Linked DNA regions of Mus musculus: all the other regions are linked to region 1. A link is a contact called in public Hi-C and promoter capture Hi-C data. All regions are on one chromosome and are shown on one strand. The core of a region is the stretch at or near the end of the contact, and the rest is flanking DNA. Distances in the headings are between cores, read along the strand shown. Region 1 holds the start of Mcm6 (minichromosome maintenance complex component 6). Region 2 holds the start of Ccnt2 (cyclin T2). Region 3 has its middle 34 kb from the start of Ccnt2. Region 4 has its middle 110 kb from the start of Gm23056.

The links. Promoter capture Hi-C pulls out the DNA fragments that hold promoters and counts their contacts. A called contact is a pair of places that touch in the nucleus more often than the background predicts.
Region 2: a Hi-C map of CD8 T cells shows a contact between it and region 1, with 2.7 times the contacts expected there. The contact joins the promoter of Ccnt2 here to the promoter of Mcm6 in region 1. A contact is called at or near these places in 11 of 39 promoter capture datasets (the 3T3-L1 cell line, 3T3-L1-derived adipocytes, the C10 cell line and 9 more), 4 of 484 Hi-C or Micro-C datasets (CD8 T cells, muscle stem cells, pre-B cells and 1 more), 6 of 115 datasets of contacts at active chromatin or transcription factors (double positive thymocytes, embryonic stem cells, extraembryonic endoderm stem cells and 1 more) and 3 of 9 other capture datasets (adipose tissue, liver and macrophages).
Region 3: a promoter capture Hi-C map of liver shows a contact between it and region 1, with 2.9 times the contacts expected there. The contact joins the enhancer-like site here to the promoter of Mcm6 in region 1. A contact is called at or near these places in 11 of 39 promoter capture datasets (the 3T3-L1 cell line, 3T3-L1-derived adipocytes, the C10 cell line and 6 more), 1 of 484 Hi-C or Micro-C datasets (CD4 T cells), 4 of 115 datasets of contacts at active chromatin or transcription factors (the 230-238 cell line, the SCID.adh cell line, astrocytes and 1 more) and 2 of 9 other capture datasets (adipose tissue and liver).
Region 4: a contact with region 1 is called in a Hi-C map of cerebellum, with 3 times the contacts expected there. The contact joins the enhancer-like site here to the promoter of Mcm6 in region 1. A contact is called at or near these places in 1 of 39 promoter capture datasets (hippocampal neurons), 5 of 484 Hi-C or Micro-C datasets (cerebellar granule neurons, cerebellum, cortical neurons and 1 more) and 2 of 115 datasets of contacts at active chromatin or transcription factors (astrocytes and large pre-B cells).

What each region holds. Positions count from the first base shown.
Region 1 is chr1:128,357,844-128,360,964 of GRCm38.p6, forward strand. It overlaps Mcm6 (minichromosome maintenance complex component 6), which reads right to left and starts at 1,862. Exons shown (of 17, transcript NM_008567.2): 1 at 1,616-1,862. The coding sequence starts at 1,722.
Region 2 is chr1:127,772,894-127,775,853 of GRCm38.p6, forward strand. It overlaps Ccnt2 (cyclin T2), which reads left to right and starts at 1,271. Exons shown (of 9, transcript NM_028399.1): 1 at 1,271-1,492; 2 at 2,208-2,289. The coding sequence starts at 1,335. 2900009J06Rik (RIKEN cDNA 2900009J06 gene) reads right to left here and starts at 1,161. Exons shown (of 2, transcript NR_045298.1): 1 at 1,035-1,161.
Region 3 is chr1:127,806,089-127,809,371 of GRCm38.p6, forward strand. No RefSeq gene overlaps it. Among named protein-coding and RNA genes, the nearest start is that of Ccnt2, 34 kb to the left of the region's middle. Within about 2 kb of position 1,668, at least 6 of the 459 cell types and tissues checked have an H3K27ac peak or open chromatin away from gene starts, as enhancers often do.
Region 4 is chr1:128,999,048-129,002,066 of GRCm38.p6, forward strand. No RefSeq gene overlaps it. Among named protein-coding and RNA genes, the nearest start is that of Gm23056, 110 kb to the left of the region's middle. Within about 2 kb of position 1,269, at least 3 of the 459 cell types and tissues checked have an H3K27ac peak or open chromatin away from gene starts, as enhancers often do. A contact at or near this core is called in cerebellum, where this site is marked.

The DNA.
Region 1 (3,121 bases), core at 612-3,111:
TGTGAATGGAAGTTGATTATTTTAAAAACTAAGTCCTGTTTATGCTTAGCTCCAGCTCTTAGCTACCAAGAAAAGGCCCTTGGCATCTGGAAAATAGCAGGCCTGCTGGGATCACAGGCAAAGAAGTAGCTACTGCTTGTTGCCTGAATGGTCTAAAGTAGTGGTTCTCGACCTTAACGCTGAGACCCTTTAATACAGTTCCTCATGTGTGATGACCCCAACCATAAAACCATCTCATTGCTACTTCATAACTAATTTTGCTGTTATGGACCATACTGTGCATATGGATCTGGTATGTGCCCCAAGGGATCCTGATCTACATGTTGAGAACTGCTGGTTTACACAGACTTTAATCAAAAGGAGACTTGGGTTTTGAAGGACAAGCAGCTGTACCGACTGCCAAAAACATTACAAAGGTTGGAACATAGAATTTAAATTCCAGAGGGTTATTTTTGTTTGTTTTGTTTTTCAGCACCAGACTTTCTATGTAGCCCTGAGCTCTGTCCTGGAACTCACTTTGTAGACCAGGCTGGCCTTGAACTCATAGGATCCGTCTACCGCTGGCTTGTGCCCAACACTGGCCTGCTTACAGTTTTAAGTATAGCAGAACTTCAAAAGATAGCTGTAGAGCCAAAAGGACGACTAGATCAGCAATATGTGGTAACCAGTATACGCGTGCCATGTCATTTTATTCTGCCTTAAAAGGCAAACCCTTGATTACAATAAGCTGCATGTCTAGCAAAATTAGCCACACACACTTATCGGAGGCACCTATAGTGATCCAGTTCAATGTTAGAAGTGTGGCAGGTGTCAGGAGGCTAGGAGAGTTAGAGAGGCTCTAACTATTTAGTAGGTAGAGTTGGAAGAGTTTCAAACAGGGATCATTGTACAAGTTGAATGCACCTCAAGATGCTTGTTGTACACTCCCAAAAGGTCAAAACTCTTAAGTTTTTGTTATATACTGACATAATCTTTAAAAAGAAAAAGAAAAGAATTGTTTACTATTGGAGGCGGAAGAGTAAGGAGCACACTGGTATGTGGTTGCTGCTAGGTGCTAGAAGCGGAGGGAGGGATGGGAAGGAGGCAGCTAGATGTCTAGAACAATTCTTTCATTATATAGGGCAGAACTCATTTCACTGAACAGTCATCAAGCCATAGATTCCTGTTAGAACGAGCTGGCCCAGGTTTGCTTGCATTGCAAGCTCCTGGTTCTGGGCTGTGTGCCCAACCCTACTCAAGAGGTAACGCCCCCCCCCCCCCCCCCCACCTCCCAAAAAACCAAACTCTGGCCTCACTGGGTTGCGACGTGAGTCCTGCTGGGATTCATTCCCAGCATCGCCCCAACTAGTCATGGCGGTGCACATCTGTCATTCCAGCACAAGCTAAGCGGAGGCTGGAGGATTACAAGTTCAAAATCATCTTTGGCTACACAGCGAGTTCGAAACCCTGTTTTAGAAACGTAATGAAAAAGCAGCACAGTATGACACAAGGGAGCGCTGCGGTGAAGAAAGGAGTCGAGGAGGCTTCGGATTCCCGCCGGGCCGGGGCCCATCCCTTCCGGAGCACACATGGCCCCGGTCTCCGCCCGGCCCGCGAGCCCCCGGAGGCCACTCACTCTTCCAGGAAGTCTAGGAACAGCTTCTGGCATTTCTCGGCCACCTCGTCGCGCACCTCCGGGTGCTGGCTTCCGGCGCCGGGCTCCGCGGCCGCTGCGAGGTCCATGGCGGCGCCGAGAGTACGCGCTGCTGAGGGAAGACCACCGCGGAGGAGAGTCCGCAGCTGCAGATAGCCCGGCCGCAGGTTCCACGCGTAGCTCCTTCCGCGCTGCCACTTCGCGCGCGCCTCCGGCTAGCCCCGCCCTCTCACCTCAGCCAATAACAGGGTAGGAGCTGAGCTACTTCGCGCCAAACCCGTCCAATCAATGGCGGTTCCGTACAGAGCCCCGCCCACCGCACGCACTTTTCGCGCCAAAAGCATACGCCATGAAGCTTTTGCCCATGCGCAATGTAGTCGCACCCACCCTCTGGTTGTTTTGGCTTGAGGAGCTAACCCCTCCCTCTCTCCCTTTACCCCCAGAGTTTATGTATAGACTTTTTTGGGTTTTTTTGTTTTGTTTTTGGTCACTCAGGGTTAAACCTACTGTGAATTGTGCATCTGGAGGAAGTAAGGTATGAGCAAACCAAACTACAGGAGAGAGCCCCTTAAAAGTCAGGTGGAGGACAGGAGCAAAGGCTTAGAGAGTAACTCATTCCGCAGCGGACCCAAGCTTGTTTCTTAGCAGCTACATGAGACAGTCACCACCTTTAACTCCAGCTTAGCGACTTTGATACCCTCTTCTGACTTCTAAGAACACATGTGCATACACATACACTTAAAAAGACAGAGATAGATATATTCTGACAATCTGCATACCATTTGACTTTCTTTTCTTTTTTAAACTGAGAGGGTCTCACATAGCCCAGGCTGGCCTTGAATTCTGGGTTCACGTGGTGCTGGGACTGAACCTAAAGCCTTCTGAGTGTAGAACAAGGACTACCTTGCTAGTAAATGATCCACATTGCCAGTCCCTCCTCGACTTTGATAGCTTAGTGCTGATAACTTGTTTCACCACCAGCACTTTTATCCTGGGCTTCCAGGACACAGTAAACCTGGACCAGAATAAATAAGTCACTTTTTCGAGGCTTACTGGATGTTAAAAATTTAATGCCAGGCAGAGTATATAAAATTAATACTTTTATAATCTATTAGGAAATATACTATAGAGATCTGCAATTGAAGGTGTTGAAGACTTGAAGCCTCAAATCCCTCCCTCCTTTGCCAACTCCAAATGTAGCCTTCACTGAGTGAGAATCCTGGGGCTTTCTAGAGAAACAAAACTGATAAAGACACACACACAGGATTTACTAAGTTTAGCATACAGGCTGTTGTCTGGCTAGCTCAACAGTGGCTGTCTTCCAATAAAAACGCCAAGCAGATGGTGGTTCAGCCCACAAGGCTGGATGTCTTAGCAGGTTTTCATTAAATGTTGGGAGTCCTGAAGAAACAGGTTCTAATACATTAATTGCTGCCTCAGCAGCAGGATGATAGATGGACTTGCCAGTGAGAGTGAGGACAGGCAGGC
Region 2 (2,960 bases), core at 21-2,520, 590 kb before region 1:
CGATAACTGACTGCAGTCTTCAGAAAATACTTAAAAACTAAAGTGTAATTTGGTCATATACAATAGGCATTAACTCAGAGGCAGATAACATGTAAACAAATGAGTGGTGCTTCCTTACAAAAAGATGGAAATAAATCATCAGTTATAAGAGACCTTACTTTATAAAATCCTAAACAATTTTTTTCTTAGCTTCTCTTGCACTCATTTGTTAGACTGTTGGCCTAGTATGCCTAAGGCCCTCTGCTCCAGCACTTCAACCAAGATGCGGCACACCAGCCTATAATCCCTGCACTTTGTTTCTGGACAACCTGAGTTACAGCGTTCTGCTTCTCCCCAACCATCCCCCAATCTCAACCCGCAGAAACCACACAGACCTTCAAAACCATACACCCCATCTGGATGGAAGGCCTAGAGAGTCATGACCTCCAATTATTAACTTCATATTGTTTGACAGGTAACTTAATAAGAAAGATATCTGCAGAGTGATGCCACTGGCCTTGTAATCCCAGCACTTCCGAGGGGGAAGCAAGAGGACAGTAAATCCAAGGTCATTCTTGGCTACAAGAGTGAACACAAAGCCAGTCTGGGACACATGGCACATCGTTTTAAAACAACCCATACCCCTTGAGTGGCTTTAGGTTTAAAGTAACGTTTTAAAGGCGCATGCTCCCCAACATCTACTAGCGATTTAAAAAACAAAACCAAAAAACCCAGAAGACACTGTTAGTTCACTGCTAGAATTAGCGTTCTTTCCTAGCTAACTCCTCCGGAGGGTAGCCATTCGTGGACACAGGAGTCAACAAAGCTAAGAAAATACACCCACCAACATGTAAGAAAATGGAAGCTACAGCACGAAGCCGAGACTAGAAAAGCCTTTTCTGACTTTAACGCACCCGCAAACTCACAGACCACAAAATAAACCGTTTAGTTGAAAGCTAACGTCCAAGCCCTATTAGGCAGCCTCAGGACCTCTTCCCTGTTCGCCCCGCCCCTTCCCCTTAGCCCCTCCCAGATCCAGCATGCACCGCGTCGACCTTTTCTTTCCGAGTGACCCCCACTTTACGGCGTCTCCCAATGACAAGAGGCGCAGAGCATTGTGGTCCCGCGGGTCCGAGAGAGAGAAAGGGGAGGGAGGCCGGAAAGAGAAAGCAAAAGACCAGCGCGAGCCGGCAGGGCGGGTCCCTGCGCGTGCGCGTGGGTAGCAGCAGGCCCGGAAAAGGCGTGGCCCACCCTACGGAGAGCACATTGGGGCGGGGCCTCGACACATTGGCGCGGAGTCCCGGAGGCAGGCGGGGAGGGGGCGGGCTCAGGGCGCGGGCGGAGGAGGAAGTGTCATGGCGTCGGGCCGTGGAGCTTCTTCTCGCTGGTTCTTTACTCGGGAACAGCTGGAGAACACGCCGAGCCGCCGCTGCGGAGTGGAAGCGGATGAAGAGCTGTCGCATCGCCAGCAGGCGGCCAACCTCATCCAGGACATGGGGCAACGTCTCAATGTGTATCCTTTTTCTAGTTGCGGCCCTGCGTCCCACACGCCCTGGTCGCGCTCGCCGGGTGACCGGGCCTAGTGTCCCGGGAACATGGCGCCGCTCCCTTTGCCGTCTTTTGATCTCGGGAAAGACACAGAGAAAGCTAGGGCCCGAGCTGCCGTGGCGAGCCGGAGAAAGAGGAGATGTGCCGGGGAAGGCGGGCCGGGAGCCCGCGTTGTATAACCTGTGTTTGGGAGCGCGTGATGCGGGAGGGAATAGCAGTGCTTCCCTGGCGAGAGAGGAGGAATCCGGGATGAGCAAAGCCAAGGGGCGGCCCCTTCCACTTTCGGAAGTCAGAAAAGGCCTTGAGACGTAGAGAGGTCGCAGATGTTCCACGGAAAGTGTTTTCCGAGGCTTCCGTGCCGGCTCCAGGGCGGCTCTGTTGCGCCGGGGGAACGCACGTAGATGTTTCATGTTCTTTGGGTGTGTGGCGCGCGCCTTTCGACTACTTTATTTCTACTGTACTAAGCTGTAACCTAATTGCAAATAATTCCTGGGCTCTCCCTACGTAGCGTATTAGAATAATTTGGCATCCAGACTGATTTCTCTTCTCCCCGCAGACTTTCTGCATACTTTCAGGTTGAGGATTGGATTTGAGTAAATGGAAAGGGGATTTTTCCATTCAAATTGATTTAGTTTTTGGAAACATTTTGCTTAGATTATTTTCTAAACGTTGCATCCCAGCTCTCAGCTTACAATAAACACTGCGATTGTTTATATGCACAGGTTTTATATGCACCATTCCTTCACCAAATTCAACAGAAATGTAAGTACTGTTTTATTGTTTTAGACGCCGAATGTTAAAATGAGTAGATAATGCGAAAACAAGTTAGTTGATCGTTGTTTTTACTTATAAATTGAGCGTTCTACGTTTACTATAAATGTGAGTTATGCAATAAACGTTTTGCCTCGTGCAGAGGAGTGTGTGTGAGAGAGAATTTTATTAATTAAGCTGTAAAGCACAGTGTTAGCCTTTTGTTGTTGGATTTGTTGGGGAGGGGGGTGTTGTTTTGTTTTGAGACAGGGTCTCACTTGTAAGTCTGGCTGTCCTGGACCTAAATATGTAGACCAGGCTGGCCTTGAACTCAAAAGAGATATCTACTACCTCTGACTCCCCAGTGCTTGGGATTAAGTAATGTGCCACCAAGCCTGGCGGAGAAACAAACAAAATGTTTCTTAACTCAAAAAGCGATAGTGTTTTGCTCATGTAAAATTTGCAGTTGGGGTGATTTATATTAGAATAATTTAAGTACTCAAAACAGAATAGTTTGTTTGGGCAAGTGTAGTCCTTGGGAAGGATACATTTAATTGTGTAGGGTTCTTTGTTTCAAATGGTATGAATTGAGTCTTGCTTTGAAGTAATACTTTAATTTCTCTTTATAATTTGCCTTTTATTAGAATTTTTATAGTGTTATTCTGAAAGGCACATGTAGGACT
Region 3 (3,283 bases), core at 418-2,917, 550 kb before region 1:
CATAGTTCATTTGCATGGTCCCATTAGACTCTACCAAAGAAAAAAGACTCAATAAATGGACATTCTATTGTGAGTCTTATAAGTAGCCATAAATAACCAAAATAGTATCAAACTTAGGTGTGAAATTTCACATGTGCATAGTACTGTTAAGGTGATAACATTTTTTGATGAGTTTTTTAATACTTGAAAATGATTAAAAAGCATTCTCTTTACATCATCCTATAAAAGAGTGACTCATTCTTAAGGTGTTTCCCTAGGTTTGCCACCTTGTTGCAAAAGCACATTGTAATCAGAGGCTTCCTGTCTACCTCTCTCAGCTAAGTTTCTAAAATCAGTATGTGCTTCCTAAATCTCTGCCTTAGCTACTAACACAAGCTGTCTTCAGAACCAAAGCAGAGGAGTGTTTGTTTTGTGGGAGCCTTCTGGAGGCCTGCATTACAAACTCAGTGCCAGTGCCCACTGGTAGATAAGGCCCCACATGTCTCCTATGGAGTAGCAGTGAAGGCTATAGTGCCAGTCCTGGGTACGCTTCAGAGCACTAAGTACTCAGCTTTAAAGATGTCTCGTGTGGTACTGGGTGGTTTCGTGAGCGCACACTTTGTGCCAACAGATAGTAATTATACAGAACTCCCAAACATTTGGACCTATCTGTTCCCTATGAAGTAAAAACAGAACAGGTTAGGATTTACTTTAGAGAACCAGTTTGAAATGTCATTAGTCACCAAATACCTTGCCTTAAGATGTTTCAAGAAAGTGTATTTTCTTACGATTTAAATTCTGATTTTATTTGCATTATATAAGCCGCTGCCTATTTAGTGCATGGGTGCAACATGATTTGTTGGTTGGATGACTTAAGGCTCCTGCATTATGGAGATGGCTTATTTTGATAACTTCTCAGAAAAAGTCTCTGGTTTGGAATCTTTGAGATGAGACATGGTCTTCCTCTATAACAAGGAAAAGGGCTGACTGTAATTAATTCTCCTGTCTCCACCGGTGCCTGGATCCGTGATTCTTAACTTGTTCTCAATCTTATATAAGCAACAAGTACTTAAAACTTAGATGTAATTTGCCAGAAGATTCTGAGGATTTTTTTGCTGAGAAAAATCTAGAAGCTCTTAGTAACCAAGGACCCTTGACTTCACTTCTCTAGACTCAGCAGTTTCCCCTGCAGGAGCGTTTCCCAGGAGGCAGTAGAACCCACTCACCACATTTTCACAGGAGAAGAGGCAGCCAAGCCCACACTAGAAGACCGGGAGTTGATTGGGTTTAATTCCATGCCTGTTGGTTTGAGGTAGGCAGGTTGAAACATCTGTACTGACCAGAGGCAGAGTGCATTCCCGTTTTCCCTCAGTACTTGATGTTGAGACAAGTGTGCAGGCACAGCTGTAATTAATGCAGGCCAACCGACACTTGGAGGGCAGCTTTGGCCTAGACAGAAGCCAAGTCAGGTGCTCGTGGGAAACTTCTTAGTCGGTGATCTTGGTACTACGAGCTCTGAGTGTGTTCCATTATTTCAGTTTTTGAAGTGTGCTTTGTGAGTCCCCTTTTCTGGTTTATAACCATCTCTCCTGCCTGGTATGTTTCTCGAGGTGTGCTTCATGGCGGAGCAGCTCTAGTTGTGTAAACTGACATCATCCTTCACTGCAATTCCGTAATCTCAAGTCAATCTGGGAACTCCGTAGTTTGTTTTGTTTTCAAGTTTGGAGAGGAAGCCTCACTTAAAATCCTCCAGCCCACAAGTTGACTTAGTAGTTTGTGTAACCTGCTCTGTCCGGTAGTAAGTAGCTTCTCTTGATTAGGAAAACGTCCCTGGAGTACCATTCTGTTATGAACGGTGGAATTTGAACACTCAAAAATCCTTGTGGATAATTGAATGAAACAAGAAAATGTGTATATTGGCATGAATTAGCCATTGAATTTCAGCTTCTCGTTACATAAGGAATATTAATAAAGTTTGTTTATTGACAACCAAATCCAAGGCTGAAACATGTTTTAAGTTTATGTGAATCCAAAATAACAGGTCTTGGGAAAGTGGGAAGTCCGCCGTGATTTAATTTTTATCTTTTCTAGGAAGGATTCAACTGGAATCAGTGCTTTACTTTATAATGTTACTTCAACCTGACAATAATAACCACAGAGAAAGGTGGGGATTTTGTGCCTTTTTTTTTTCTTCTTCTTTTTTTTTTTTTTTTTTTTAATGTGTAGCCCAGGCTGGTGGGCCTCGAATTCACTTGGAACTGGCCTTGAGCTAGTAACCAGCTTCCCCAAGTGCAGATACGCAGCACTACATCTGACTTACTCTGCCTTTTAAATATTTATTAAATACTCACCAGTTTTCCAGTGCTTTCCACTTGAAAGAGAATGAAAGCTATTCATGATTTTAATAAAGTAGGATTAGGAAGTTTGCTTAGTAAATACATATAATGTATATGTTATAGTATACAAAGTAGAGTAGATTTTATGCACTTTATAGTAAAATGTATTTTTTAAGCATATATATGTGTGTGTGTCTCACAAATTTGTATTAGCATTGACATATGAAATCAATTTTTTTTTCTTTTTTTTTTTTTCCTTTGGTTTTTCAAGACAGGGTTTCTCTGTATAGCTCTGGCTGTCCTGGAACTCACTTTGTAGACCGGGCTGGCCTCGAACTCAGAAAATCTGCCTGCCTCTGCCTCCTGAGTGCTGGGATTAAAGGCGTGCGCCAACATGCCCGGCTCGTGAAATCAATTCTTAATACTGGGAATTGAGTAGGGCTGGGTACAGGTTGCTCAAGCACCCCACCTTTGGCCTATCTCAATAAAAAGGCATCCACTTGGCTGGGTGTGTGTGGTGGTGCACACCTTTAGTCCCTCCCAGGACTCCGGAGGCAGGTGAATCTCTGTTTGAGGCCTGATCTATAAAGTGAGTTCCAGAATAGCCAGGGCTTTATACAGAAAATATAGCCAGGGTTTTATACAGAAAAACATTTTTTTAAGCCATCCTCTTTTCTTATGCATAGTTATCCTTGGCCTCCAGTCTAAAAGAAGCTTATTTTAAACCTTTCCAGGTCTGCTTTAAGCTTTCAAGCCAGTCTCTAAAGACAGCTCTTCTATTTTGTTCTGTTTATTTGGGGGTTTGTGGGGGAGGAGGGCGGCTGCCACCACACCCTTACAGAGGTGGAGATTCTGTCCACCATGCAGGCAGTGTGGCAAGCAACTGCACCTGCTGAGCCATCTCACTGACCTTTCTTTACAGATGAATTTAACCACCACATTTCATAATCTGGGATGTGCTGACAGCA
Region 4 (3,019 bases), core at 19-2,518, 640 kb after region 1:
CCCGTATCCCATCAATCACTGTCATCTCAAAATTTTGCAGTGTCTTACAAAATGAATGGATGCCAATCTTCCCACTGCTTTTAGGCTTCTGCAATGAAGATCTGTGCATATCTTGTCTCCCACAGTGGGAATTATATCACATGGAATCTTCAGTGACAACAGATCCTCAACAATGGCAGGGTTGACAATTGTATCATCTGCCACTATGGTGATAAATGTTAAACCAGATACCACCCCACAGGGTTCCCACAATTCGGTGCATTAAGTGCAGAGCTTAGGGACCCAGGGCTAAAATTTCTGCTGTCCCATGCAGGAACTTAAATGAGGAAGGAGGATGGTGGGATGGAGAACATGTGATTCCCCGCAAAGAGATGGTGCCTTAGCTCTGGCCAACCACTGCCATGCTTCGTTATAAGTTCTTCACATTTCTCTAGAGAAATGGAACTGTAGATTTTATATGCAAGTTCCTTGTGTAAAAATATCAGCAACCAGTTCACATTAAAAACAGATTCTCACTTGTGGAATTCGTGTCATTTTGTTTTAATGGGCTGTTTCAGTCTTTCCAAGCTCCTGAATGAATACAATACAGTAATCCAAACCACACAGAGCCTGACCATGGGGCAGAGGACATAGTCAGAAGCCCTATACTCCAGAAGTCTCTAAAGAGCTATTTACAATGTCACTACCACTCCAGCAATGGCCTAAGATGCCACAGGCCTCACCAATGTGGCCACCCTAACTGCCATGGCTTTCATGCTAATTTCAGGTTTCCATTCAGGATCTTCATTGAATCAATTACTTTCCCCACACTGGGTCAAAATTCCTGAGAAAATGACCTTAAGGAAGGAAAGGCATATCCTCCTCACAGCCTCACGGGGCCACGCCCTCCCTGTGGGGAAGTCACTAGCTTGAGGCAGCTGGTCACACTGCATTCACAGTCAGGAAGTGGAGAGATGCCGGTGCTCAGCTCAGCTTCCAAGGTTTTCCTCTGGTCAGGATCCACTCCTATGGGGTGGGGCTTCCCACAATGTTGTAGATCTTCCTGATCCAGTCAACCCAGACTAGAAACTGCCTCACAGATATGCCCAGAAGTTTGTCTCCTATGTGCCTATAGATCCTGTCAAGGGGCAAATCAATATTAATCATCACCCTCAGATTTACTTTCATTTCTTGTTTGCTTTTCTGGCTGGCTTTCCCATCCAAGGCATACAGGAACTCTACAGTTCTTCTCAGTGCTTCCTCTACAGGCGTTGGCACCTTCCATCTGCTTCTTCAAAAGGAGCCGAGCTGCCAACTTCCATAAATACTCTGCCAGAGGCCAGACTTTCCCCAGTGTCTCCATCAAGCCCCTGTGTTTCTTTTGTAGATATCTGTGCTTCTTCTCCTGGGTGGTAGCTCTCCATGCCTGTCACTGTGCATCTCCAAGGTAGAAAAGAGCACATAGATTCTAACCATGTAGAATGTCCTTGTGAGACTCAGCTGTCAAACTGTACTGCAGGACCTGGCTGGAGCTCAATTAGTTCTGCCTGGTTTACGTACTGGAGCACCATTTCCTCAAGATGCAATTATATTTGGGCACAGGATCTTTCTAGTGTATTGGGTTGGTTATGATTAGGACACTGGGCACTGTCCTACTTCTAAATGACCCAGTGATCATAACCCAGCTCTTGATTGTTCTCTCCCCATGCTTATACAGTCTTGTCTGTCTCCCAGCCTGTGTTCTCGTTTGCCCCTTCATGAGAATCAGAGTTGGATCCCTTGTAGCCCAGATTTTTTTTTAAAAAACAGGGTTTTAAATCTTAGCTCTGAGGAGGTAGAGACTTGAAGATTTCTTGAGGCTTCCTGGTCAATAACAGTACCCAGTTTGGTGAGATGCAAGTAAAAAGACAAAGGCTATGTCTCAACATAAGGTGGATGGGTTCACCTGAAGTTGACCCCTGGCTTGTATACATACACACACACACACACACACACACACACACACACACACACACTACATGAAAGCAACCATTTAGATTTAAGAAAAAGACCTCTGAAGAAGCCAATTCCATGGATACTTAAATCTTAGACTTGTAGCCTTCAGAATAGGTAGATAATGTTCTATGGGGATATTGTTATGTCAGCCTAGCAAACTAAAAGTCTCCAAACAAAGATCTCAGTCTTGTGCTACAGGCTCCCAAGTGAAGACTTCATGAAATGCAGCTTGACATCATGGTTACCGTGGGCTACATTAAGGACTTTGTAAAGGAGTTCTAAATAGATGTTTTAGAATGGAAGCATGTATATATGTAATTCCTCTTCTGTTTAAGTTCTTCTCTAGTACTGACATGAACATAGTGGGACTATCTGGCATTGAGTGTGTGTGTGTGTGTGTGTGTGTGTGTGTGTGTGTGTGTGTGTGTATAATTGGTGAGAGTACATGTAGAGATGGAGGGAACCCCAAGCTACCTCCCACAGGAGACCATTTATGCTCTGGTGGGAGAAAATGCCTGTTTGAAGCCTGTGACCAGGAGGCACTTAGGTTCTGTTCTGTTTTGTGGTTAAGTTGGAATTCGTGACTTAAGAAGAAAGTTATGGGTCATGGGAAGATATTAGAGACCAAGTGTGTGTGTGTGTGTGTGTGTGTGTGAGAGAGAGGGGGGGAGGGGGAGGGGAGAGAGAGAGAGGTAGAGGGAGAGAGAGAGAGAGAGGGAGAGGGAGAGGGGGAGGGGGAAGGGGAGAGGAAGTGAGGGAGAGGGAGGGGAAGGGGGAGGGGAAGAGGGAGGGGGAGCAGTAGAGAGATGCATGCCCTGGAGGCCAGAGGAAGCAAGCATCACTGAACCTGGAGCTAGACTGACATCTAGCAAGCCCCAGAGTTTCCAGTCTCTACTCCCAACAGTGCTGGGATAAGAGGTGCATGTATGGCCACACCCAGCTTATTATGTGAATGCTATAGATTCAAATGCAGGTTTCTTATGCTTGTGCAGTGAATGCTCTTACCTACCAGGCCATCTCCCCAGTCTCTATAATGCTAATTTTA